Linked DNA regions of Mus musculus: all the other regions are linked to region 4. A link is a contact called in public HiChIP or PLAC-seq data. All regions are on one chromosome and are shown on one strand. The core of a region is the stretch at or near the end of the contact, and the rest is flanking DNA. Distances in the headings are between cores, read along the strand shown.

What was found. HiChIP or PLAC-seq counts read pairs in DNA pulled down with a chosen protein or histone mark.
Region 1: an H3K27ac HiChIP or PLAC-seq map of embryonic stem cells shows a contact between it and region 4, with 4 times the contacts expected there. The contact joins two enhancer-like sites. A contact is called at or near these places in 1 of 484 Hi-C or Micro-C datasets (embryonic stem cells) and 4 of 115 datasets of contacts at active chromatin or transcription factors (all in embryonic stem cells).
Region 2: a contact with region 4 is called in an H3K27ac HiChIP or PLAC-seq map of embryonic stem cells, with 2.4 times the contacts expected there. The contact joins two enhancer-like sites. A contact is called at or near these places in 1 of 484 Hi-C or Micro-C datasets (embryonic stem cells) and 2 of 115 datasets of contacts at active chromatin or transcription factors (both in embryonic stem cells).
Region 3: a contact with region 4 is called in an H3K27ac HiChIP or PLAC-seq map of embryonic stem cells, with 10 read pairs. The contact joins two enhancer-like sites. A contact is called at or near these places in 2 of 115 datasets of contacts at active chromatin or transcription factors (both in embryonic stem cells) and 1 of 9 other capture datasets (embryonic stem cells).

What each region holds. Positions count from the first base shown.
Region 1 is chr9:3,436,558-3,443,840 of GRCm38.p6, reverse strand. Cwf19l2 (CWF19-like 2, cell cycle control (S. pombe)) reads right to left here. Exons shown (of 18, transcript NM_027545.2): 9 at 2,696-2,786; 10 at 794-880. Among named protein-coding and RNA genes, the nearest start is that of Cwf19l2, 36 kb to the right of the region's middle. Within about 2 kb of position 4,105, at least 12 of the 459 cell types and tissues checked have an H3K27ac peak or open chromatin away from gene starts, as enhancers often do. A contact at or near this core is called in embryonic stem cells, where this site is marked.
Region 2 is chr9:4,278,958-4,286,100 of GRCm38.p6, reverse strand. No RefSeq gene overlaps it. Among named protein-coding and RNA genes, the nearest start is that of Aasdhppt, 27 kb to the left of the region's middle. Within about 2 kb of position 2,015, at least 26 of the 459 cell types and tissues checked have an H3K27ac peak or open chromatin away from gene starts, as enhancers often do. A contact at or near this core is called in embryonic stem cells, where this site is marked.
Region 3 is chr9:3,372,920-3,380,119 of GRCm38.p6, reverse strand. The region is part of intron 10 of Alkbh8 (alkB homolog 8, tRNA methyltransferase); the gene reads right to left. Among named protein-coding and RNA genes, the nearest start is that of Gm23275, 19 kb to the left of the region's middle. Within about 2 kb of position 3,604, at least 8 of the 459 cell types and tissues checked have an H3K27ac peak or open chromatin away from gene starts, as enhancers often do. A contact at or near this core is called in embryonic stem cells, where this site is marked.
Region 4 is chr9:3,870,092-3,877,092 of GRCm38.p6, reverse strand. The region is part of intron 7 of Gucy1a2 (guanylate cyclase 1, soluble, alpha 2); the gene reads right to left. Among named protein-coding and RNA genes, the nearest start is that of Gm45957, 270 kb to the left of the region's middle. Within about 2 kb of position 5,687, at least 15 of the 459 cell types and tissues checked have an H3K27ac peak or open chromatin away from gene starts, as enhancers often do. A contact at or near this core is called in embryonic stem cells, where this site is marked.

The sequences.
Region 1 (7,283 bases), core at 2,856-5,355, 430 kb after region 4:
CAGAGTTTTAAATTATTCCCAACAATCACAGTTCAATCTGTACAGCTTTCAGCTTTGGAAACACTGAAATGGAATGTTTCATTATAAATATTTTGCGTGGATATTCTTATAAATAAATCTCAAAGTGCTGTGTCTTATCCATTCAGATCTATAAATCATCCTTATGGCTCACAAAATTTGTGAGTTCTTAGTTAAAGGAAGAAAGAAGAAAACAAAATACTTTTCATTAAGTCAACTTGGTGATATAGCCAGGGTTGAACATTATCTACTGGTATGTAAAGTAGCTATGGGGAAGCAAATACTATCCTCCCATAAATATATTACCAATATTATAGTAAGAAAGATCAGTATTTGCCAGAAAAAAAAAAAGTAGTAGATTTAACTCCAAATCTAGTTGTGACTTAAAACTCTCTGTCTCACTCTTCCTGGAGCACGACATATAACCTTCTGATAGACATCATCATTTAGTTTTTGATTGTCCCTTCATCCCTACTCAAATGAAAGTTCTTTTTATTTGTTCCATGCAATCCTAAGTAAATGAACAAACCACTGATAAAATAATTTGCCTTGTATAAAATTAATATCTAATTGAAGTCTATTAATTTTCTGTACAAAAAGAATTTAAAGACACCAACCTGCAGAATCTAGAATAAAAGCAGATTTCATTGGCCCTAGGATGAGGTTTCCATGAAGGAATCCTCATGAAATTTACACACAGACATCTAGTGTTACAATAGCAATAATACTAAACAAAGTAATAATATACATAATCAAATAAACTTTTATTACTTACCTCTACGCCCAATCTTTTTGCCGGCATCTGTGTTTCTTTAAATTTATTTGCCTCTTTAAGTTGGGCTTTAAGTTGTTCAGCTAATTCCTTGAAAATAAGATCGTAAGCTGTGGTGTTAAATTTTTCATTACAGACTATTTCAAAGATATAAGACAGAAAACAGCTTAGCAAAAAAGCCCTATAGTCAACAGCTATCTTCAATTATCAATTCACACTAAATTTTAATGTGTATACCTCAGATACAAATTGCTAGATGAGATCATTTGTTTATGGTTTTGAGGTGAATAGTTTTAAGAAATTGTATTTTGAGAGGCATAAAAATAGAAGAAATACACTAGAAATATATTAAGAATCACACTTTTGCAATTTCTTAGGTATTACAAATTTCTAATATGGAAAACTTCAGTTATTTGACATAGGAAGAGATCACAAAAAATTTTTATTTTCTTCATTTCTGATAAGAAATTTACCCTACCAAAAAAAAAAAAAAAAAGAAATTTACATAAAAAATTTTAATATATTTCACTATCCTAAGAACTTTGTAAATTTATGTAAAACACACAAGAAATGATAAACTAAATAGATTTATGTGACAAAAAAGAACATGCTAATCTGCAATGCTTCCATGAAAAATAGAACACTGCTTTTTTAAATATAAGTTAACCTACTACTATGTGACCACTCCACTGTTTTCATTGATTCCTCTGTGCTTTCAAACATTAAACTTCAGGTTTTTCCTACTATAATTATTTGATAGTTAACTCATCTCTCTTACTAATTTTTAGGCTGAGCTAAATTTCACTGATTCAAAGAAAGACAGGGAATAGACACAGTCTATAAAAAAACTGAGATAAAAACCTGATCTTCTTTAGCTGCCTCTTGAATTATTAAGGAAAACTGTTCTGATAGTATAAAAGAATAAAAAATGTACAGAGCATTTACATTTAAATTTAAAATAAACCCATGCTTAGAAGTGGGCTTACTATACTAGAACATAGAAAGATTCCTAGCTTTGCTACTCTGCCATATCTAAGTTAACACAAATTAGTATAATGGGCATATCACCATAAATACATGGTTGAGTGAGTAGTTCCTAACAAATCACTCCTGTTTCTCTTTAACTTGAGACAAATTGGTCTTCCACTCATAATCATTATTTAGGCTCTTTTTAAAACATTTGTAATTTATTGGTGTGATGCATCAGAGCATGTGTATAGAGATGAGAGGACAACTTGCAGTAATAAGTTCTCTTCCTTTCAGTATGTGGGTCACATAAACCTCAGGTCATCAGCTTTGGTGACAGGATTTTAGGTTTTCATTTTAAGAAAGTAATAAGCACTGTTGGACTGCACAAAGCTCAGTGATTAAAAGCATTTGCTGCTCTTACAGACGACAAGAGTTCAATTCCCAGCACATACTTCGGGTGGCTCACAACTACCTATACCCCCACATATCTTAGGGATCCAATACATTTTTCTGGCCTCCATGGGCATCCCAATGTAAATGAATATACACAGACCCATATACAGACATTAATAAAAATTTTTAAAGAATATTAAATTTTTACAAAAAGAAAATAAGCATTCCTAATAAGTTAAAATGGAAATAAAACAAAGACACCTTTAATTCCTACAACTATGTCCCAAAATAGAAAAGTGCTTTAAAATACCATTTTTTTTCATAGATTTCAGAAATCTAATAAAGGGGAGACAGCACATATATTTCTCTGTAAGAGGAACTGTAAGAGTAGTATTTCTAGAAATTCTCAAGAATTTCTTTAAGAAATTAAGAAACAGTAATTATCTTCAAAGCATGCCACAGACTAAATGACTGATTGTTCTAAATAATCTGTGATAATTAAACATTACACTCTTCTCCAAGTGAAAACACATGGGGTCTTACCATATTCCCCATCATTTCTGCCTTGATAATCTTGGCCCCCAACTTGTTCTTTTCATCAACATTTAAGATATAGGTGGACTCTGCCTCTGGACTGAAGGAGAAACAGGACAGGGGACAAGCATAAGTCATAAAGCAACCTCATGCATTAGCTTAACTCACTTCAGCAAAACATTCAGCACTAATAGTAGGTCACAGTTCTAACACAAAAAATTTAAAATCAGCATTCTAGGGTGAACTACACTTCAACATTCTGTTAAGAACTCAAAAAATGAAAAAAAAAAAAAAGAACTCAAAAAATGGTCAATATAATACTGTTACAATAATAACTGAAAAGAGTCCCGATAATTTTAAAATAAATATATAAATTATATATATTGCTATTATATGTTAATGTTTTATATTATATTAATAATATTATTATATACTAGTATTTAAAAATGGCATTTTTGAATATTCAACCAGTGTAGTAGTACACACCTCAGGAGACCAAATTTAGCAGCTGTCATGAGATAGAAGCCTGTTTGAACTACATGGTGAAGAGGCCAATCTGGGCCATATTTAGAGACCCTGTTGCAGAAATAAACAAACGGAATCTATACACACTATAAGAAAGAAATAAAACAGCCAGGCAGTGGTGGTGCACACCTTTAAACTTAGCATTTGGGAGGCAGAGGCAGGTGGATTTCTGAGTTTGAGTTCCAGGACAGCCAGGGCTACACAGAGAAACTCTGTCTCAAAAAAAACAAAAAAAAAAAAAAAAAGGAAACAAAAGCACTAATACCACACTACAATTTTCTAAACTTGAGAAATTCTGTATTCCATATGACAAGTTATTGATCATCTTAGAGCTATAATCTTGAGAATATTTAGTTGCAGTCCAAAAGTAAAAGCAACAATTGTGCATTCTCTTATAAAACTGGCCCACGATTAATTAAAAACCAAAGTAATTTTGCTACATCCACTCCAGTGAAGTCTGCGTGACAGGTTTAGAAACCTGGAAGCAGTCCAGAGGCAGTGTTTCATGGAAACTTAGCCTCCTTGAACCCTGGCATTCCCATAGCACGTACACCCAAAACCTGTCCCCATGTTAGTCTGGTGTATAGATCCGTGTGCTCTCTTTCAGTATTGTTTTATTATAAGTGCCTTTAGGGATTGATTTTGATATATAGCTAAGCCTTTGCCAGTGTTCCAATGTCCTAGGAAGTCCTTGAAGCCGGCCATGAGCTTGGAATTCAGGAAAAATGTTATCTACTCAGTAACACTCAAATTTACTTCTAGTAGAGACAGTGAAACTAATTAGGCATTACAAAGAACAGAGCTAGAAAAGCTCAGGGCTAGTCTGCATAGTAATTACTTAGGACAATAGGCGAGTCACTCCCATACACAAGAAAACACAATGGCCTAGGAAATAGGTGGGTTGTAGTATTACCCATGAAAGGGTTAGTAGAACTGAATTCCCCTGGATCAGGTTTTTCACTAGGCCCAGAGGAATAGCATAATCAGGTATTTACTAAAGGACCTCTGGTGGTGGGTTTAACAATAGACTAGCATTGTATCAGAGCATTCACCTGGCTCCTGTGTTTAGCTGATCTTAATTAAGGGTTGTTCCTATTCTCAGTTGTAAACAAGGCCTGGCTCCCACTATCTTTTTATGTATGCATTTTCTTTGTTTTGTGTTAAGAATCAGTGTACCTTGATGAATGTATTCGCCTAGCTTTCTTGTTTGTCTTCTGTATTATAAGACTGGTGCTGGCTTTGAGAAAATACATTCAGATACACACTCTCTCTGTGTCCATGTCTGTTTGTCACTCTTTTCATCGCCAACTCCATGCCCACCTGTCCGGAACCCTAATTTTCCACAGATTGAGAGAGGCCGACTGGGGCTGGTCTATGGCATAATTTAAAATTGAGATCATGTGCAAATCTCAGAAAAAGCCTCATGTAAGAAAAAATTTCAGCCAACAACAGATAACCTACTTAAGAGTCAAAGCTACAAAACACAAGGGGAGGGGGGGACCTTGCAAGAGCCAGAAGGAGTCTAAAGCAAAGAATAGTAACAGTCCTACAAATCCAAAGATCTTGGTACAGAGTGCTAAAGAAAAGAACGCATATGATGAGAGAGTCCCTCAGGGCTGCCCTGGAATATTCGTCAAGGCAATACTTATAAAAAGAAAAACAAATTTACAGTTAATTAAAGAAATGTTCTGAGGTATTCTGGTAATATTGTCTACACAATAATTTGTCCCGAGCCGGGCGTGGTGGCGCACGCCTTTAATCCCAGCACTCGGGAGGCAGAGGCAGGCAGATTTCTGAGTTCGAGGCCAGCCTGGTCTACAAAGTGAGTTCCAGGACAGCCAGGGCTATAAAGAGAAACCCTGTCTCGAAAAACAAACAAACAATCCCCCCCCCGCAAAACAAACAAACAAAAAAATTGTCCCATTAGCCATAAATCATAATTGCATAAGTAAGAAAATATTGGGTAAAATGCTTAGGAAATAATACCCCATACAGTAAAATACTGCTCAGAACCCAAATCAGAAATGTTAAAATTAAGTAATAAATGACTTTCAACATTTCAGAACAAAAAACAAAAATAAATACATGACACATTTGACTCAAAATGTTCTTATGAAACTGATCAATTCATACCATGATTCATATCAATAAACAATGGGGAGAAAATGCAGCACTCATCAAGTAAATATCATAACATCTAGCACCCAAATATCAGATATGCAAGTAAGTAGAAAAGTAATTAAGAGAAAACTCATAATCAAGAGAAAACCCTTATCAAAATCAAAAGCCATCAGAACTGACAGATAGAAAAAAACAATCATATTTAGTTATTAGTACAAATGCATCCCATATATTCATAAAGAAATAACAAAGATATTAAAAAGATATTTTAGTCTTATAGTCAGGCTTGGTGGTTCACATCTGTACACAGGAGGCTAGGAGGATAGAGTATTCAAGGACAGGGTGGCCTCTGTCAATACAAAACCTTGTCTCGAAAGGTACTTCTACTCAGGAAAACTACAACCCAGATATTAAAAAAACTGACACTGAGTAATATTTTTAAAAGATTGGATTACTAAAAAAACTGTAGTAAAAGGCAGGTATTACTTATGGACATTTTCAATTAACAAAGAAGTTCTATAAATATATAAATGTGATATATGTAAAAGAATGAAAGATACACTGTGTCAATATTAGTCAAAGGAAAGTTGATGTATCTATGTTAATATGAGATAAATTACTATATAACAAAAGATGTTGTACCCTGGACAAAGAGGGTTATTTTATAAGAAAAATGGACTAAGCTATCAAAGAACACAAGAATCTCTACATACATGTACCTAATAAGGAAGCTTCACAAAGCAAAAACTGATAGTATTTCAACAGACTACTCCACAATAAAACTATGCATTTCAGTATTTCTAAACACTATAGAAGGTAAACAGGAAATTAGCAAGAATATGGAAGATGAATAACAACTAAGTGAGCTACTGACAACTTACAGAACACACCACTCAACATCCATTAGTTCAAGAAGAATAAAACAAACAAATACACACACACACACACATATATATGTGTATATATATATAACTGTTTGCCAAAATAGACCATACTCTGTGAGCCATAAAATTGGTTTTCATAGGAAGTCTAAGAAACCAGGTTGTCCGAAAAAGGTTTTCTGATATTAAATAGGAGCTCAATAACAAGCACTGTTAGATGGCTTTCAGCTACCTGGACCCTCTGCAGCCATCATCAAGCAAAGAGAGAAGAGAAAATTTTGAACTGAATAAAAGTGTAAACTCAATGTATCTCAACTTGTAGGGATCTTCTAGGGTTTGTCTTTGTAGAAAGCAGAGAATTCATTACTTATTTGGAAACAACAGATATCAGGTAACACCTTTAATCAAAAAAAGTTAAAAAAAATCAAATCAAAAGTAGTCAGAATATAAGAAAAAATTAAAAAGCAGAAATAAAAATCAAATCATAGAAAACTTCAATAAAACCAAAGTTGCTTTTTGAGTGCAATCAATAAAGCAGATGAAGAAAACAAAAATATGGACTATCAACAAGGAAACAAAAGTGAAATCATTACTAGATATTCTAAGCATTAACCAAAAATACACACAAGCAACTTGAGGAGATACTCTGCACCTGATCTGTAGTTATTAAGAGATAGTGTAGCTGTGGCCTATCGCTATTCACCAGGTTAAAAAGCCTGCCCACTGCCAAGTGTTTCAACATAAATAGGGGAGATGATGGCTTCATATTCTACTGGTAGTAACATAAAATGGCATGCCCATTCTAGGAAATAGTCTAGAGTGGAAGCACTGTATGATCCAGTAATTCATCTCTTAGTAATAGAAAAGAAAGCATATGTACATGAGTGCATATTAAAGTTTTGTTGGTAATGGTCCCAAACAGGAAACAATCTAAATGTCCACCTACAGGAAATGAGAAAGCAGACTGGTTTACAAACCAATAATATTTTACCCATCAATAAAAAATGAACTATTAATATGCATAATAACATGAATGAAGCTAAAAACAATTATGCTCAGTAAGAGAAGCC
Region 2 (7,143 bases), core at 766-3,265, 410 kb before region 4:
TTAACTTCTCTCTCATCTGATGGGTTAACTTGTCTCTCATCTGATTGGTTAATTTTGGTTAATTCTCAAAACCTCATCTTGGCAAAAACAACTTTACTGCCTATGTATGCGTGGTGGCCAGCGCCACCCTGCAACGGCACATGTGGCTTCCCACAGAGAGGGAGGGGGAGATGTGTATGCACACTGAAGTGTGGGTATGTGAACAAAATAAAAATAGAAGCTTGGGAGTACTACATTATGGACTAATGAAAATGCCATGAAAGTTAGGAAACTCACAACTGTACAATGAATATGTACAAAAAAAAAAAAAAAAAAAAAAGAAGAGCATAAGGTTTGGCCCAGAATAGTGGCTCAGATCTGCAGTCCTGCCAATCAAGGGATGAAGTCAAAAGGATTGACACAAATTGAAGACCTTTCTGACCTGTAATACAACATGTAGACACATAATATTCAAACAAGTCTGTCAAACCACATTTACTGCCATCCTCATCTAAGCTTTCTTACTTGGATGATCACCACAGACTCCTCAGGACTGTCTCCTCATCTGTAGGAAAATCCAGGATCTCCCTACCTGAACTTCGGGTGGATTGGGTTTGCTTACTTCCTTGACCCAACTTCTTATTGCTTTGCTTCATGATCTCTCTAGTTACTCATCAATTCACTTTTTGAATTTTCATTCACACTCTTACCCCCTGTATATAATGCTCTATATACTTGTTTACATGGTCCACTGTTAATTTCGTTGTCTTCATTCAAATATCATCTTTTAAGTGTGTCACATTCTGTCAAAGTTTGTACACTACCATCTTTATAATTGCCAACATTTATGATCTTGCCTCTACTTTTATTCCTGTTACTTAACACTATAAAGTGGCACATGTTACTTTCTTCCCTATTAATTGCTCTATTCCATTTAGGGCTCTGGAATGCTTTTGTTTACTTCTACTTTCCTGTATCCAGAAGTTCAGTAACTGTTGAATGAGTAATTATTGGGGTTCTTTATTGGTTTTCTAGGGCTGTCGGGGCAGGGGAGAGGGGGACAAAACAAAACACTAAAGGCAGTTCATTCACAGCAGAAAACTTTGCTCATTGATGAAGAATGGAATTTTGAGATCAAGCCTGTAGTAGGGTTGATTTTTGAGACACCTCCTCCCACTGACTCATAGATCTAACCTTATCCTTGTGTTCCCAAATAGTTTTTCCTCTTTTTTGTTTGTTTGTTTGTTTGTTTTGTCTTTTGAGACAGGTTCTCTGCGCAGCCCTGCCCTGGAACTTGCTCTGTAGACCAAACTGGCCATGAACTCAGAGATTTGTTTGACTCTGTCTCCTGAGTTCTGGGCCAAAAGGCATTTGACACCACCACCTGGCATGCACTAGTTCCGTTTTTTTGTTTGTTTGTTTTTTGTTTTTTATAGGGACTATTAGGTCTTCTCATCACTGTGATTTAAAAGGGAAAAAAGGAAGAAAGCTTTATTTTACCTCATGGTTTCAGGGGATTCAGTTCATGGTTGGTAGACATCATGGAGAAATCAAGGAAAAGAAAGAGTAGCAATTATTCCTAAGGGACAGGAAGTAAGAAGAGGTTTCTCTAGACAAGGTCTGTTTTTTTCGGCCAGTCTCTGTCTCCTAAAGATGACACCTTCTCCAAATAGTGCCACCATAAGAGTTGGGGAAAGGGGTATTTCCCAATCAAACTGTGAGAGGGATGCTAGACCTACATAATGATAGCCTGTTCTAGTGAACTTAATTAACATTGAATTGCCCTGTTGTAAGCTGGCCCGCGGCCTACTTGAACCGGGTACACCTGGGAGGCAGGCTGGGGCTGAAAGAGACTAGAGTGCGAGAGAAATTAATGGAGACCAAGACAGGTTCTGTTCAAGGCCAGTTTACTAAGAGAGTATGCTTATAAGGGGGAAGGCCCATCCCCCACCAGTCCATTCTTGGTGTCTGGAGCCAGCCTTTTGGGGAGGTACAGGATAGGATGTTCCTCTGGAGTATCTCAGCGGCCTCTCAGCAGGTAGCAGTGTCTTGGAGGTGAAGTGGCGGGTGGAAGAACAATAGAGCCGTCTAGGCAGGAAGGCTCCACCCCAGGTGGTCTAATTCTCAGTGGCAATGGAGTCTGACCCAGCCTGCTTCATGGTGGGGGAGGTTACATTGCCCAATCTCCTTATATACTCCCAGATACACAAGAGTTACATAATATAGTCACTTGCAGATTTTTCTAATAGCTTCTTAGCTGGTGAGAGGAGGAGGCTTACCATGCCATTCTAATCTTATGAGAAAAGCTCTGACTACTTCATTGGACAAGACTGGAAACAGCTGCTGTTTCTTGTGGTTCCTGTGGAACCCACATGTCAATGTGTCACTGGCATGCAGGTGTGCGGATCTCTTCTGGACTGTAGGGCGCTCCTTGTGAATCTGATAAAGCCATGGACTCTTGTTTTGTTTTGATTTTTCAGAAAAAAAAAAAAGTGTATCTGTGTGCACTGAAACACCCATGCAAATCTTGTATTGTTAATATAAGAATTGAATGAATAATATATAAACATATAACATGCTTCTAATTCTTGTTGATACTTCCTCTGATTCTTTCTCCTGAAATTTGTTCTCCATTATTTGATCACATAATTTTTTGTAGCTTGCTGGGGACAACATACAATGACAGGGCCTACCTGCAGTAGGCCAGGATGGAGGCATCTTAGAAGCCCGCAGCAGCTCCTTGTAGAAAAGGATGGCTTCTGAAACCCTGAGAAGCAGGAAACACATCCCTTCGGGGGACCTGCCATCTGAAATAGGGGACTGCCTGCAGTAGGCTGGGATGGAGACATCTCAGTAGCCTGCGGCAGCTCTTTTTTTTTTTTTTTTTTGCGGGTGTGTGTGTGTATGTGTGTGTTTGAAGACAGGGTTTCTCCTAACCTTAGCCCTAGACTGCATGGATTTATTTGTGTGTGACTGCTTTTCAATTGTCCTTGCTATGGATAATTCTATTATATCTGACTTTCTTACTTCTTTTTCTTTCTGCTCTGGTGAATTCTGTGAATTTGGGTGTTCCTTGATGTAATGATTTTTAAAGAATTAAAAATTGAGGCATGAGACACTGCACAGTAAAATCTTAATGGCCCAGGTGCATGCTGTGTGTTCTTATCTTGGAAACAATGGAAGAGCTGCACAATGGTAGTTGCAGATTAATGCTTGACTTGCAAAGAAAGTTTGAAGAAACTTTAGAAAATGAAATGGAGCTAACAGGATCCCAAGAAAGGAAAAATTATTATTATTATTACTATTACTATTATATATTTTCTTTATTTAAATTACAAATGTTATCCCCTTTCCTAATTTCCCATCCGAACATCCCCTATCCCCCCTACCCACTCCCCAACCCACCCACTCCCATTCATGGTCGTGGCATTCCCCTATACTGGGGCATAGAGCCTTCACAGGACCAAGAGCCTCTCCTCCCATTGATGACCGACTAGGCCATTCTCTGCTACATATATAGCTAGAGCCACAAGTTACACCATGTGTTTTCTTTGATTGGTGGTTTAGTTTCAAGGAGCTCTGAGGGTACTGGTTAGTTCATATTGATGTGCCTCCTGTGGGGCTTCAGACCCCTTCAGACCCCTGGGTATTTTCTCTGGCTCCTTCATTGGGGACCTTGTGCTTCATCCAATGGATGACTGTGAGCATCCACTTCTGTATTTGCCAGGCACTGGCATAGCCTCACAAGAGACAGCTATATCAGGCTCCTGTCAGCATGTTGGCATCTGCCTAGTGTCTGGGTTTGGTGGTTGTTTATAAGATAGATCCCCAAGTGGGGCAGTCTCTGGATGGTCATTCCTTCAGGCTCTGCTCCGAACTTTATAACTCCTTCCATGGGTATTTTGTCCCCCATTCTAACAAGGAACGAAGAATCCACACTTGGTCTTACTTTTTCTTGAGTTTCATGTGTTTTGCAGATTGTATCTTGGGTATTCTAAGCTTCTGAGCTAATATCCTCTTATCAGTGAGTGTATAACATGTATGTTCTTTTGTGATTAGGTTACCCCACTCAGGATGCTATCATCCAGATCCATTCATTTGCCTAAGAATTTCATAAATTCGTTGTTTTTAATAGCAGAGTAGTACACCATTGTGTAAATGTACAACATTTTCTGTATCCATTCTTCTGTTGAGGGACATCTGGGTTCTTTCCAGTTTCTGGCTATTATAAATGAGGCTTCTATGAACATAGTGTAGCATGTGTCTTTATTACAAGTTGGAACATCTTCTGGGTATATGCCCAGGAGAGGTATTGCTGGATCCTCCGGTAGTACTATGTCCAATTTTCTGAGGATCTGCCAGAGTGATTTCCAGAGTGGTTGTACCAGCTTGCAATCCCACCAACAATGGAGGAGTGTCCCTCTTTCTCTACATCCTCACCAGCATTAGATGTCACCTGAATTTTTTATCTTAGCCATTCTTACTGGTGTGAGGTGGAATCTCAGGGTTGTTTTGATTTGTATTTCCCTAATATTGCATATTTTTTCAGGTACTTCTCAGCCATTTGGTATTCCTCAGTGGAGAATTCGTGTTTAGCTCTGTACCCCATTTTTTAATAGGGGTATTTGATTTTCTGGAGTCCAACTTCTTCTAGATATTAGATATTAGCTCCCTATCTGATTTAGGATTGGTTAAGATCCTCTCCCAATCTGTTGGTGGCCTTTCTGTTTTATTGACAGTGTCTTTTGCCTTATAGAAGCTTTGCAATTTTATGAGGTCCCATTTGTCCATTCTTGATCTTCCAGCACAAGCCATTGGTGTTCTGTTCAGGATTTTTTCCCCTGTGCCCATATCTTTGAGGCTTTTCCCCACTTTCTCCTCTGTAAGTTTTAGTGTCTCTGGTTTTATGTGGAGTTCCATGATCCACTTAGACTTGAGCTTTGTACAAGGAGATTAGTATGGATCAATTCACATTCTTCTACATGATGACCTTCAGTTGTGCCAGCACCGTTTGTTGAAAATGCTGTCTTTTTTTCCACTGGATGGTTTTAGCTTCCTTGTCAAAGTTCAAGTGACCATCGGTGTGTAGGTTCATTTCTGGGTCTTCAATTCTATTCCATTGATCTACCTTCCTGTCATTGTACCAGTACCTTGCAGTTTTTATTACAATTGCGCAGTAGTATACCTTGAGGTCCGTCATGGAGATTGACCAGAGGTTCTTTTATTGTTGAGAATAGTTTTTGCTATCCTAGGGTTTTTGTTATTCCAGATGAATTTGCAAATTACCCTTTCTAACTGTGTGTAGAATTGAGTTGGAATTTTGATGGGGATTGCATTGAATCTGTACATTACTTTCATCAAGATGGTCATTTTTACTATATTAATCCTGCCAATGTATGAGCATGGGAGATCATTCCATCTTCTGAGATTTTCTTTGATTTCTTTCTTCAGAGACTTGAAGATCTTACTATACAGATCTTTCACTTCCTAAGTTAGAGTTACACCAAGTTATTTTATATTATTTGTGACTATTGTGAATGGTTTCCCTAATTTCTTTCTCAGCCTGTTTATCCTTTGTGTTGAAAAAGGCCACTTATTCGTTTGAGTTAATTTTATATCCAGCTACTGCACTGAAGCTGATTATCAGGTTTAGGAGTTCTCTGGTGGAATTTTTGGGGTCACATATATATTATCATATCATCTGCAAATAGTGATAGTTTTGACCTCTTGCTTTTCAATTTGTATCCCTTGACCTCCTTTTGTTGTCTAATTGCTCTGGCTAGGACTTCAAGTACTATATTGAATAGGTAGGGAGAAAGTGGGCAGCCTGTTCTTGTCCCTGATTTTAGTGGGATTGCTTTAAGTTTCTCTCCATTTGCTTTGATGTTGGCTACTGGTTTGTTGTATATTCCTTTTATTATGTTTAGGTACGGGCCTTGAATTCCTAATCTATCAAAGACTTTTATCATGAATGGCTGTTGGATTTGGTCAAATGTTTTCTCAGCATCTAACGAGATGATCATGTGGCTTTTGTCTTTGAGTTTGTTTTTATAGTGGATTACATTGATGGATTTCTGTTTATTAAACCATCCCTGCATCCCTGGAATGAAGCCTACTTGATTGTGATGGATGATTGTTTTGATGTGTCCTTGGATTCAGTTTGACAGAATTTTGAGTATTTTTGCATCGATATTCATAAGGGAAATTGTCTGGAGTTCTCTTTCTTTATTGGGTCTTTACGTGGTTTAGGTATTCGAGTAATTGTGCCTTCATAGAATGTGTTGGGTACAGTACCTTGTGTTTCTGTTTTTTGATATAGTTTGAGAATTGGAATTAGGTCTTCTCTGAAGGTCTGATAGAACTCTGCACTAAACCCATCTGGTCCTGGGATTTTTTTGGTTGGGAGACTATTAATGTCTGCTTCTATTTCTTTAGGGTATATGGGACTGTTTAAATCATTAATCTGACTTGGACTTAACTTTGGTACCTGGTATCTGTCTAGGAAATTGTTCATTTCATCCAGGTTTTCCAGTTTTGTTGAGTATAGCCTTTTGTAGTAGGATCTGATGAATCTTTGGATTTCCTCATGTTCTGTTGCTATGTCTCCCCTTTCATTTCTGATTTTGTTAACTAGGATACTGTCCCTGTGCCGTTTAGTTAGTCTGGTTAAGGGTTTATCTATATTGTTGATTTTCTCAAAGAACAAGCTCCTGGTTGGATTGATTCTTTGTATAGTTCTTTTTGTTTCTACTTGGTTGATTTCAGCCCTGAGTTTATTTCCTGCCTCCTACTCATTTTGGGTGAATTTGCTTCCTTTTGTTCTAGTGCTTTTAGATGTGCTGTAAAGCTGCTAGTGTGTGTTTTCTCTAGTTTCTTTTTGGTGGCACTCAGCTATGAATTTTCCTCTTAGGCCTGCTTTCATTGTGTTCCATAAGTTTGGGTATATTGTGGCTTCATTTTCATTAAACTCTAAAAAGTCATTAATTTCTTTATTTCATTCTTGACCAAGTCATCATTAAATAGAGTGTTGTTCAGCTTCCAGGTCAACCTTGGCTTTCTATTATTTATGTTGTTTTTGAAGGTCAGTCTTAGTCCGTGGTGATCTGGTAGGATGCATGGGATAATTTCAATATTTTTGTATCTGTTGAGGCATGTTTTGTGACT
Region 3 (7,200 bases), core at 2,355-4,854, 490 kb after region 4:
GTCTTTTCATTCCAACTTGCTTAATTCAGAGTCTCTTGCTTCCTGCTATTTACACCGGGCTAATTGGCCCACCACTTTCTAAGAATTCTCCTGTCACCACTGCCCATCTCATTGGAAGAGAGTGTGGATTACAGACACCTATTACCTGCTATCTGGGTTTTATATGGGTTCTGAGGATTTCAACTTAGGTCCTTTTCCTTGTACATAAGCACTTGTATGATGCACTGTACCATCTCCACAACTGTAACTTCATGATTTTTAAAAATTTCAAAGAAATAACTAAACAAACCAAAACTATAAATACATGACTCTGGAAGTATAAGTAAAACATAAAAAAAAAAAATCATTAAAATAAAGTTCCATTTTCTACTGCTAAACTATCAAATGCATAATTTTTAAAGCACGAAAGTAATTGATTGTTACCTTGGCAAGTAAGAAAGGAAAAAATAAAAAAAAGAAGGTAAGCACACCCTTCAGTATGCAGAGTGGACTGCAGAGAACTCCCAAACTGTTTTAAATAAATCAAAATATCGATTAGGGGAGCAGAAAACCGGCCTGACCAGGGGCACAAGTCCCTTCCAGTTGGGTCACCTTGGGCACAGAGTTGGCGGACACCCCCACTGTCCCTAGAGGACTCTCCACGCGATCTTAGGATCATTGGTGAGCAGAACACAACATATGTTCCAATTCAATCTCGCAGGACCTGAGACAGCATTAGGGAAGCAGAAAACTGGCCTGACCAATGGAATAAATCCCGCCCAGTCAGCACCAGCACCAGGTTACCTTGGGCACAGAGTCGGCGGACATCCCGACTGTCCCTAGAGGACTCTCCACACGGTCTTAGGATCACTGGTGAGCAGAACACAACATCAGTTCCAATCCAATTGTGACGGGCCTGTGACAGCAGAAACAAGGACACCGGAGCCCTTCCTGACCAGAGGCTCAGCTCAGGTCCCTTTTGATCAGTTCTGGTTTACCTTGGTTTCAAACAGACAAGACAGCTCCACTGTCCTCAAAGAAGACACCATTTCCAGGCACTGTAACATGCCCAGGATCTTAGGACAACAGGATCCCAGGATAACAGGAACTGGGTCACACCAGTATTTCAGGGTCTCAGAGGAGCTTGACTGCCAAGAACTCTGACACACCCAGAATCTCAGGTTCACAGGAGCCCACAATCAAAGGAGCACAGAGAAAGCTGGACTCTGAGGAGTCCTGAATCAACTGGGATTATAGGAAGGACAGGCTCCAATCAGATATATTGAGGGCAGCAAGCACTTGAGATAATCAGATGGCGGGAGGCAAGCGTAAGAACAGAAGCAACATAAACCAAGGTTACTTGGCATCATAAGAACCAAACTCTCCCACCATAGCAAGTCCTGGATACACCATCACACCAGAAAAGCAAGACAGGATCTAAAGTCACTTCTCATGATGATGATGGAGGACTTTAAGAAGGAAATACAGGAAAACACAGGTTAACAGCCAGAAGCCGTTAAAGAGGAAACACAAAAATCCCTTACATGAAAACACTACCAAACAGGTGATGGAATTGAACACAACCATCCAGGATCTAAAAATGGAAGTAGAAACAATAAAGAAAAACTAAAGGGAGACAACTCTGGAGATAGAAACCATAGGGAAGAAATCAGGACCCATAGATGCGAGCATCAGCAACAGAATACAAGAGATGGAAGAGAGAATCTCAGATGCAGAAGATTCCATTGAGAACATGATTACAACAATTAAAGAAAATGCAAAATGCAAAAAGATCCTAACTCAAAACATCCAGGAAATCCAGGACACAATGAGAAGACCAAACCTACGGATAATAGGAGTAGATGAGAATGAAGATTTTCAACTTAAAGGGCCAGCAAATATATTCAACAAAATTATAGAAGAAAACTTCCCATACCAAGAGAGAGATGCCCATGAACATACAAGAAGCCTACAGAACTCCAAATAGACTGGACCAGAAAAAAAATTCCTCCTGACACATAATAATCAGAACAAAAAATGCACTAAATAAACACAGAATATTAAAAGCAGTAAGGGAAAAAGGTCAAGTAACATATAAAGGCAGGCCTATTAGAATTACTCCACACTTCTCACCAGACACTATGAAAGCTAGAAGATCCTGGACAGATGTTATACAGACACTAAGAGAACACAAATTCCAGCCCAGGCTACTATGCAAACCTCTCAATTACCATAGATGGAGAAACCAAAGTATCCCATGACAAAACCAAATTCACAAAATATCTTTCCACAAATTCAGCCCTTCAAAGGATAATAATGGAAAAACACCAATACAAGGACAGAATATGCCCTAGAAAAAGCAAGAAAGTAATCCTTCAACAAACCTAAAAGAAGACAGCCACAAGAACAGAATCCCAAATCTAACAACAAAATAACAGGAAGCAACAATTACTTTACCTTAATATCTCTTAATATCAATGGACTCAATTCCCCAATAAAAAAAAACATAGACTAACAGACTGGCTACACAAACAGAACCCAACATTTTGCTGCTTACAGGAAACCCATCTCAGAGGAAAAAAACAGACACTACCTCAGAGTGAAAGGCTGGAAAACGATTTTCAAAGCAAACGGTCTGAAGAAACGAGGTGGAGTGCCATTCTAATATCGAATAAAATCAACTTCCAAAGTTATTTTAAAAAATAACTTTGAAGGGCCACTTCACACTCATCAAAGGTAAAATCTTCCAAGATGAACTCTCAATTCTGAATATCTATGTTTCAAATGCAAGGGCAGCCACATTCATTAAAGAAACTTTAGTAAAGCTCAAAGCACACATTGCACCTCACACAATAATAGTGGGAGACTTCAACACCCCACTCTCATCAATGAACAGATCCTGGAAACAGAAACTAAATAAAAACAAAGAGAAACTTATAGAAGTTATGAAACAAATGGATTTAACAGATATCTACAGAACATTTTATCCTAAAACAAAAGGATATACCTTCTCAGCACCTCATGGTACCTTCTCCAAAACTGACCATATAATTGGTCACAAAACAGGCCTCAACAGATACAAAAATATTGAAATTGCCCCATGATTCCTATCAGATCACCATGCACTAAGGCTGATCTTCAATAACAACATAAATAAAACAAAGCCAACATTCACGTGGATAACTTGGTCAAGGAAGAAATAAAGAAATTAAAGACTTTTTAGAGTTTAATGAAAATGATGCCAAAACATACCCCAACTTATGGGAAACAATGAAAGCATTCCTAAGAGGAAAACTCATAGCTCTGAGTGCCTCCAAAAAGAAACTAGAGAGAGCACACACTAGCAGCTTGACAGTACACCTAAAAGCTCTAGAACTAAAGGAAGCAAATTCACTGAAGAGTAGAAGGCAGGAAATAATCAAACTCAAGGGTGAAATCAACCAAGTGGAAACAAAAAGAACTATTCAAAGAATTAACCAAACCAGGAGTTGGTTCTTTGAGAAAATCAACAAGAAAGATAAACTGTAGCCTCTAACAAGCCTGAAGCAGGCTGAGCCAGACCTTGACTTTGTTGCTACTAAGGAGATCACCTAGGGTGGAGCCTGCCTCCCTGGATCACTCTATTGTTCAGCAACTGCTGCTGCTGCTACCTGCTGGGAGTCTGCCTAGCTGTTCCACAGTCTACATCTGATCCTACACTTGGTCACCTGCAGCTGGGCTCCGAGTATGATTTGGCAGGAATGGGCTTCCCCCCTCCTTTATAAAGCTTGTCCCCCATTAAAAATTTGAGCCTTGATCAGAATACTGTATTGGTTCCATATCTCTCTCTCTCTCTCTCTCTCTCTCTCTCTCTCTCTCTCTCTCTCTCTCTCTCTCTCTCTGCCTAGTTTCCTTTTCTTTCAGATCCAGGCTGCCTCCCAGGCTCGAAATCTTACATGAGAGCCTCAAGCCGGCCCCAACAATAAACCCTTAGCCAGACTCACTAGAGGGCACAGGGACAACATCCTAACTAACAAAATCAGAAATGATTTTGCTATACTCAACAAAACTGGAAACCTGCAAGAAATGGATTTCTAGACAGATTCCAGGTACTAAAATTAAATCAGGATCAGATTAACGATCTATACAGCCCCATATCCCCTCCCAACCAAAAGAAGCCCAGGACTGGATGGGTTTAGTGCAGAATTCTATCAGACCTTCAAAAAAGACCTAATTCCAACTCTCCTCAAACTATTCCACAAAATAGAAACAGAAGGAACACTACTCAATTAATTCTATGAAGCCACAATTACTCTGATACCTAAACCACACAAAGATCCAACAAAGAAAGAGAACTTCTGACCAATTTCCCTAATGAATATCGATGCAAAAATACTCAATAAAGTCCTCGCAAACCGAATCCAAGAACACATCAAAACAATAGTCCATCATTCCAGCGATTCAGGGATGGTTTAATATACGGAAATCCATCAACGGAATCCACTATATAAACAAACTCAAAGACAAAAACCACATGATCATCTTGTTAGATGCTGAGAAAGCATCTGACAAAGTCCAACACCCCTCCATGATAAAAAACTTGGAAAGATCAGGAATTCAAGGCCTATACCTAAACATAATAAAAGCAATATACAGCAAACCAGTAGCCAACATCAAAGTAAATGAAGAGAAGCTGGAAAGAATTCCACTAAAAGGCTGCCCACTTTCTCCCTACCTATTCAATATAGTACTAGAAGTCTAGCCAGAGCAATTAGACAACAAAAGGAGGTCAAGGGGATACAAATTCGAAAGGAAGAAGTCAAAATACCACTATTTGCAGATGATATGATAGTATATACAAGTGACCCTAAAAATTCCATCAGAGAATTCCTAAACCTGTTAACAGCTTCAGTGAAGTGGCTAGATATAAAATTAACTCAAACAAATCAGTGGGCTTTCTCTACACAATGGATAAACAGGCTGAGAAAGAAATTAGGGAAACAACACCCTACACAATAGACACAAATAATAGAAAATACCTTAGTGTGAAAGAAGGAAGTGAAATATCTATATGCAAGTCTCTGAAGAAAGAAATCAAAGAATATCTCAGAAGATGGAAAGATCTCCCATGCTCATGGATTGGCAGGATTAATATAGTAAAAATGGATATCCTGACAAAAGCAATCTACAGATTCAATGAAATCCCCATCAAAATTCCAACTCAATTCTTCACTGAGTTAGAAAGGCAATTTGCAAATTCATCTGGAATAACAAAAAACCTAGGATAGCCAAAACTATTCTCAACAATAAAAGAAGATTCTGGGGGAATCACCTCAAGCTGTACTACAGAGCAATTGTGATAAAAACTGCATGGTACTGGTATAGCGACAGACAGGAAGATCAAAGGAATAGAATTGAAGACCCAGAAATGAACCCACACACCTATGGTCACTTGATCTTTGACAAAGGAGTTAAAACCATCCAGTGAAAAAAAGACAGCATTTTCTTTTTTCTTTTTCAATATTTTTTTATTAGATATTTTCTTTATTTATATTTCAAATGCTATCCCAAAAGTTCCCTATACCCTCCCCTAGAACTGTTCCCCTACACATTCACTCCTACTTCTTGGCCCTGGCATTCACCTGTTACTGGGGCATATAAAGTTTGCAAGACCAAGGGGCCTCTCTTCCCAATGATGGCTGACTAGGCCATCTTCTGATACATATGCAGCTAGATACACAAGCTCTAGGGGTACTGGTTAGTTCATATTGTTGTTCTACCTATAGGGTTGCAGATCCCTTCAGCTCCTTGGGTACTTTCTCTAGCTCCTCCATGAGGGCCCTGTGTTTCATCCTATTGATGACTGTGAGCATTCACTTCTGTATTTGCCGGGCACAAGACAACATTTTCAACAAATGGTGCTGGCTCTACTGGCTGTTATCATGTAGAAGAATGCAAATTGATCCATTCCTATCTCCTTGTATACAGTCCAAGTCTAAGTGGATCAAGTTACTCCACATAGAACCAGAGACACTGAAACTTATAGAAGAGAAAATGGGGGAAAACCTTGAAGATATGGGCACAGGGGAAAAATTCCTGAACAGAGCAGTAATGGCTTGTGCTGTAATATCGAGAACCAACAAATGGGACCTCATAAAACTGCAAAGCTTCTGTAAGGCAAAAGACACTGTCAATAAGACAAAAAGGCCACCAACAGATTGGGAGAGGATCTTTACCAATCCTACATCAGATAGGAGGCTAATATCCAATATATATAAAGAACTGAAGAAGATGGACTCTAGAAAATCAAATAACCCTATTAAAAAATGGGGTACAGAACTAAACAAAGAATTCTCAACTGAGGAATACCGAATGGCTGAGAAGCACCTGAAAAAATGTTCAACATCCTTAATCATCAGGGAAATGCAAATCAAAACAACCCTGAGATACTACCTCACACCAATCAGAATGGCTGAGATCAAAAATTCAGGTGACAGCAGATGCTGGTGAGGATGTGGAGAAAGGGGAACACTCCTTCATTGTTGATGGAATTGCAAGCTGGTACAACCACTCTGGAAATCAGTCTGGTGGTTCCTCAGAAAATTGGACATAATACTAATGGAAGATCCAGCAATACCTCTACTGGGCATAAACCCAGATGTTCCAACTTGTAATAAGGACACATGCTCCACTATGTTCATAGCAGCCTTATTTATAATAGCCAGAATCTGGAAAGAAACCAGATGTCCCTCAACAGGGGAATGGACACAGAAAATGTGGTATATTTATACAATGGAGTACTACTCAGCAATTAAAAACAATGAATTTATGAAATTATTAGGCATATGGATGGATCTGGAGAATATCATCCTGAGTAAGGTAACCCAATCACAAAAGAATACACATGATATGCACTCACTGATGAGTGGATATTAACCCAGAAACTTAGACTACTCAAGATACAATTTGCAAAACACAGGAGACTCAAGATGAAGGAAGGCCAAAGTATGGATACTTCATTCCTTCTTAGAATGGGGAACAAAATAACCATGGAAGGAGTTACAGAGACAAAGTTCAGAGCTGGGACAGATGAAAGGACTATTCAGAGACTGCCCCACACAGGGATCCATCCCATATACAACCACCTAACCCAGACACTATTGCATATGCTAGCAAGATTTTGCCTACAGTACCCCGATTATATCTCTATATCTTGTGTGGCTATGCCAGTGCCTATCAAAT
Region 4 (7,001 bases), core at 4,438-6,937:
TCTCCAACCCCCTTTGTTCCCCCAATGCCCACTGCCCTGCAATTAGCATTTGTGTGTGTGTGTGTGTGTGTGTGTGTGTAACCTCCCTCAGCTTTGAAGAAGGCTGATTCAGACTTTGCTGCCACTGAGTATGAGACCACATGGGGCAGAACCTTCCAATTTAAATGGCTCTATTGTTCTATCACTTGCCTCTGCTCTTCTCCAAGACACTGCTACCTGTTGATAGGCCCTTGAGATATTCTGGACACAGCATCTGGCAGATCAGCTACAGGCTGGTGACAGGCACCAAGAATGGATTGACGGGGGATGGGCCTCCCCTCTTTATAAGCACGGTCTCTTAGTAAACTCTCGGGCCTTGATCAGAAATGTGTCTTGGCCTCCATTATTTCTCTCGCCATTTTCTTCCATACAGCTCTGGCCTCCCACTCAGGAGCCCAGTTAGTGTGGCCGCAGGCAGTTACAGGTGGTGCCCGAACAGTGACCTGAGTACGGGTGGATCAACCGAGAGAACACTGTTTTGGTAGAGCTCTACAAGAAAGATTAAGAAGAAGATGTATCCAGCACAGTGAGCAACACTTTGTATTCATGCTAGCGCTGGCTTTAAACTTCATCATTTTGAAATTGTTGGGGTAGTGCAAAGGGATACAGGCTAGACTGAGTCAGCATTGGCCTATCACTGATATCAGCTAGGGGTTGACAGTGGAAATTGGGGGTGAAAAGAAAACAGGCATTTGTTCATGGTCAAGAACTGCATCAGGCAAGATATTAGGGCTTAAAATAATAAAATAAAATAAAAATAGTAAAATTAAAAAAAAAAAACCCACATAGGGAGAGAAAGAGATCAAGAGAGAAGGAAAATGGATTTCAGAACTCTCCCAGGGACACAGGGGAATCCGGAGATGTCCAGCCTTCTCTCTGGTCCCTACAGGAGACACTTTTAGATTTGGTTACATCAAGTTCTCTACCTTCTCTGTGTTGTTTCTGTTTGGTGCACCAATATATGTTCATGTGTCAATTCATGTCTGTCTTTGTTTTGTTGTATGGATGACTGTTGTTTTATGTTTCATGTTGAAAAAGAAAAATGGTTAAAACTTTATCTGCTGGCTTTCCATCTCTTGATTTAGTCAGTTTACACAGCGAAGGAAGGCTGATTTAATTTGCCCTGCACTGTAGCCAGGAATGACGCACAGCAGGGAAGCTCCTGGTGAAGAACTGTTTTTTTCTTGTTTGTTTGTTTTTTTGTTTGTTTGTTTTGTTGTTGTTGTTTTTTCTTTAAGAAAAGGAGTCTGCAGCTTCTTAGTTCTAAGGCAAATAATCTGATAGTTGTTTTTTTCCCAGAAAATTCTCTACAATTGGGTTCAGCAATTGACAAAGTGCTTATTATCTTAAAATTATAGCTATAAAAAGTAAAATTATTTAATTAGTCTAAATTTATAAGATTCGTGGAGCCACTTAATTTGGTTTTTGACTGGTCTTAAAGGTATAAATATGCTCTGTATGTCTTGGTCATAAAATATTGGCTTATAAATTATTGGGTATGATCAAAAAGGTATAACATTGGTTACAAGAAAGTCAGCTTTAAATTGGTAACTCAGAATTTGAGTAATTTTAAATAACAACACGTGGTAAAAACCAGCCCAGAAAACTAGGCCTCTAGGATACTTCTAAATTGAGATAATATTTTATGAAATTTTTATCCTAGAAAGTAGACTTAAAACAATGTCTCTTTAATGAAGCATTAAAAGTTGCACTGTCATGCATTTATATGTATAAATTGGCAGCCAAACTTTGTAACATGATATTGATGTTTCTAGTATTGAGTTTAAAGATGATAAATTGTTTAAAATTGGGATTTGCTCACCAAAAGTTATATATATATTCTAAAGTTGCATTTAAAAACTTAAATTATAGTTAAAATTGCCAATGTTCCATTGATTGCAGCTTGCAGTTTGATTGCAAATTTAAGATCTTTAATTCACCTATGTATTTTAATTAGGATAATTACACGAGTAATCATCTGATTAGAGCACTAATAAAGCTCTCTGTGGCCATACAATTATACCAAGCTCAGAGCAGCCTCAGCAGGGCTTGTGTGGCTTTCTTTTGTTTTGCAAACAGTGCCTAGGGAAGTTCTTGCCTGCCTTCAGGGGAATTTCTTTTTAGAAAAAAAAAATTGTTGCAGATCTATCCAGATGTTGTTCTAAATAATGCTTAAATTCAGAATTTATAAAAGTTCCATCTAGCTGTAGAATTTATCAAGACATTACAATCTGGCTTGCCTACTTTATATAAAATTATTATAGATTGAAAAGTTTGTTTTTTTTCTTTGCATTCTGATAATTATAAATGGTTTGCTTCTAGTGAACTGGTGATCACTGGAAAATTTTGCCTCTAGGTATGGCTAATATAGCTTTACATTATGTAAGAAAAAATTTATTGTCTCTGCTTCTATACAAGAAGCTAAGAGTTTGAATCTTTCAGTGTGGAATGTATTTAATTAGCTAATTCCTCTAAAAGGAAGTTTACTTCAAATCTTTGCTCTTACACAGTGAGCTTTAAAGTTCTGGGGAGTAGCTGTTGCTCCAGAAAAGAGTCAGAGGCAACATCTTTATAATATTTCGGGTTTTAGTTATACTAGAAAATTGTGGTACAGAAAATCTAAGAAAGAAAAATTGATTTGCTTCAAAATTTTATTTTCAAAAGCTTCTAGGAGATGTTAATTGGCTAAGACCTCACCTTAAGGTCTCAAAGTGACTTAAACCTTTGTTGGATGTTATCTCTAGAGACACAAATTAACTAGTAAAGACCAAAAGGCTTTGCAGAAAGTAAAGGAAGCTTCTATAATTGTTACCAGTTATAATCAATGGTAATGAAATACTACCTGCTTATTTTAGTTATGGTTATTAAATTTGCCCACAGCAATTCTTTGGCAAAAGAAAACATTAATGTAAAATCATCTTTCTTCACCTCAAAGAAAAGTTTTAACATCCTATTATAAGGCTGCTTTGGTGCTACATAAGAATTGTAAGATAAATTCATATATTTTAGAAAAACTATAACAAAAATCATGTCTTAAAAACCTGACAAAGTGTCTGTTCCTTGTTCCAAACAGCAATTAAATTGGTCATTGCAGAATATTGATATTTGGCCTATTGTATACCATCATTTTAAATAAAATTGATAATCACTATCCTAAAGATAAGTTAAAAATTGTTTTTATTTATGCTTTTGTATCTCCTGTAAATTTATGCATGCATGCATCCCATTTACTGTATTTAAAAACAGCCCTTCTATGGGAAAAAGTATATGTGAATTGGATCACATGTTTATTCGTTTGAGTTTCTTCCTGCTTCAACACAAATAATTAAATTGTGTGCTGTAGACAGTGTTGTAAAATGTTGAATAATCAAGCTTTAATTTGTATATTAATAGTCAATATATATCTCAGAACTTACAATTGCTTAAAATTGTTTGCTCCTCAGATACTATAAATTCTCAAATTTGCAATTGTTTATGCATATACAACTCATAAGAAAAAATGCTGTTCTTTTAAGAAGACTGGTTTTGGACATTTAAAAATTTGTCCTAGATTGCCTGGACCTCTTAAGGCAATGCCCTGCTAGATTTATATCCCAGCCAGATTACAGGCCTTACACAAAAATAATTGGCCATATAATCTCGTTCTTTACATCATCAAAATAGTAATGGCTTAAGATAATATTTTGGTATTTTTAGAGACTGTGCATGTCAAATTGTAAAAAATGCGTTCTTAGTGTCCTCAGTTTCTACCTGTTTCCACATAATGGTGTTAGTTCTTGGGGACTTATACTTAGTTACTTGCTGCAAATGGATACTCTTATTTCTGATAAATAAATAAATAAATAAATAAATAAATAAATAAATAAAGCACATGTGGCCATTAATACCTTTTCAAGCTTTCTAGTTACAACTGCTCTACAAAAGAAACAACTAAAAGTGTAGTTAGCTATTGCCTATGTTAATTTTTTTTATATACTTGTTGTTCCAAATCAGATTAAAACAGATAATGGAACTGGCTTTATAGCCAGTATTTGAGATGTTTTCTCAACAATTTAATGTTACCCATGCTACTAAGACTTTTTATAATTCTCAAAGACAAGGTATTGTGGGACTTTAAAAACTGTATCTTCTTAAAAAACAAAAAAAGGGAGTAATTATATCCCCATGCACATTATTTAAATCACATTTTTATTTTTAAAATTTGGATGTCAACTTACTAAATGCCTTATAGTATCTTAAAAGTAGACATAATCATGAAAAGGATCTACTTCTTGGCATATGGCTTGATCCTGAACAGCTACCCTATATTGGGGAAGAAGGAAAGCTTAGGTTTTCTCCACGGAATGCTGCAGAAGCATGACAACTGCCAGAATGATTTATGTGACAGGCCGAGCTGTGAGTTCACTGAGTGCCCTGATGGTGTTGACAAGAAAGCTTATTTGGGTATATGTTTTTGACCCACCCTTGCTTGCCTTTGTCCCATATTGGACAAGCTAAGCTGCCTTGCTTCAAGCTTTTTAACCTTATGGGACAGAGAACATTAGAGGCCGTGGAATCTGACTTAAAAAAAAATTAGTCATAAGTAGGAGTTATAATGATTCTTCTCTTTCCTTTAATGTCCACCAGTTATTCTAACTCAATCTTGGACTGGTGTAGTAATAATTCCAATATTAGATATTCCTATTATGAATATAGCTAAAAATCTTTATTAGCTAGTAAAGTTAAGTTGGAATTTACATGAGAAACAGCCTTTCTGTTGATTCTCAAAGCCACCTCTCCTACACCAGGATGCCAGAGTTTGAACCTGATCATTGCTAATTTGCAACTGAATAGAGTACCTGGACTTCCCCAAAGAAGCTTTTATCTTGTTGTTTTTCAACTGTCTAGACTTTGTTTTTCCAAGCAGATCAGTCAATGCCATACAGCCTGTCTACAGCAAACATGCAGCCTCTCCTCCAGCAAGCACAGGTGGCAGAAATTCATCGATATGAAGAAGCATAATTTTTTGTTTCTTTGTTTTTGTTTTTTGAGACAGGGTTTCTTTGTATAGCCCTCCTGGACCTTACTTTGTAGACCAGGCTGGCCTCGAATTCAGAAATCCACCTGCCTCTGCCTCCCAAGTGCTGGGATTAAAGGCATGCACCACCACACCTGTTTTGTTTGTTTGTTTGTTGTTTTGTATATATTGTGGCTTTGGTCTGATTTGGGAATAAGGTGTACTATGAGGGCCAGTTAGCCAATGTCGGGCAACCAGATTTCTGAACTATATCAATCTAAGACAGAGGTATATGCCAAGAGGCCATGATTTATTAATAATACACCACAGAGCCATGTTTGTGCAAAATAAACACAAACAAGGTCCATATATTCTCCTTGACGGATAAGAATAGTTCATGGAAAAATCTGAGTCCCCAAAACAGGTGCGGCCGCCAGCCACCATAATTCCCAGGCAGGACTATGGAGCATAAATAAATGTTATGCCCCAGTCCAGCTAATTTTTATTAAATATTTAGGGAGGAATTGGAGCCTCCCCCAGCTTTGAAGCAGGCTGATTCAGACCTCACTGCCCCTGAGTATAAGACCACTTGGGGTGGAACCTTCTGACTTAGATGGCTCTATTGTTCTGTCACCTGACACCGCTCTTCTCCAAGACACTGCTACCTGCTGAGAGGCCCTTGAGATTTTCTGGAGACAGCATCTGGCAGATCACCTAAAGGCTGGTGACAGGCACCAAGAATGGATAGATGGGGATGGGCCTCCCCTCTTTATAAACACAGATTCTTAGTGAACTTTGGGGTCTTGAACAGAAATGTGTCTTGGCCTCCATTATTTCTCTCGCTGTTTCCTTACATACGGCTCCAGCCTCCCACTCAGGAACCCAGTTAGTGTGGCCGCTGGCAGTTACTTGTGTGTGTGTGTGTGTGTGTGTGTGTGTGTGTGTGTGTGTGTGTGTTTGTGTGTGTCTTGTGTCTTCACAAAATTTATGAATTAGTTTTTGTAGTGGTCATTTCTTGCTAGTTTGATTTGATCCCTCTCTTTCATGTCAAAGCACTGAAAAAAATGAACAGTATCTTTGCAACTTTCTTTCTATTCAAGTGTGATGTGGTAATGAACCAGCCACAGGCAGCTCAGATAGAAGCAAACTCCAAAACAGAACTTTGATATATTCAAAGATCTAACACCAAAGTGGTGTTGATATTACTGATTCAGTCCTAAACTGTGAGCCTCATTACCAGAAAGTTACAGTTGAGTTAAATGATACGACAGTTGAAACTTTGGAAGTGGTTTCTATGTTCACACTGCTGTACTCTGAAACCTCTCCTGATACCTTTCAGCAAGAGCTACGAGAGAGCAGCCTATGGGTATGATCCTAGTCTTGGTAACCATAAAATTACAGCAGCATTGCTGAGCTCATACCACTTCTCTCTCAAGCACTTAGTGGGCACCCAGTGACACCCTCCCAGCCTGCCACAGCTGAAGGACCTTATGGATAAGATAGGTTGAGTCAGCACCCAAAATATCCTCATGAGAGAAGATACCCCAAAGGGATCTTGCAGCAGCAGTTTCTGCTGGACTAGATGTTCCCTACGTGGGGAGATATCAATTTAATCTTTATATTAACATAGTATCATAAGAAATGTTTGTGTGAGTAAATCCAAACATAATCACAAGACAAATTACAAATGACCAATGCCTCTCAGGACTTGTACTTTTGGCAGCATTGGAGAATTTTACCTCAACTTTCCTGATTTTTCAATAAAAAATTATACTCCAGGAAAGGATAAAGATAAACCCAAATGTTCACTCTGCTGTTTTCTGGGTATCTTTTCCCTAAGGAATTCATTTGAAGTTATCATGACATTCAGCACTATTCAGAGACTAAGTACTAGACAAATTCCTTGGTGGGCAGATAAGGAGAAGAGCCTCACCCAGGTGACAAATTTCCAAGACCACTGGCTTCT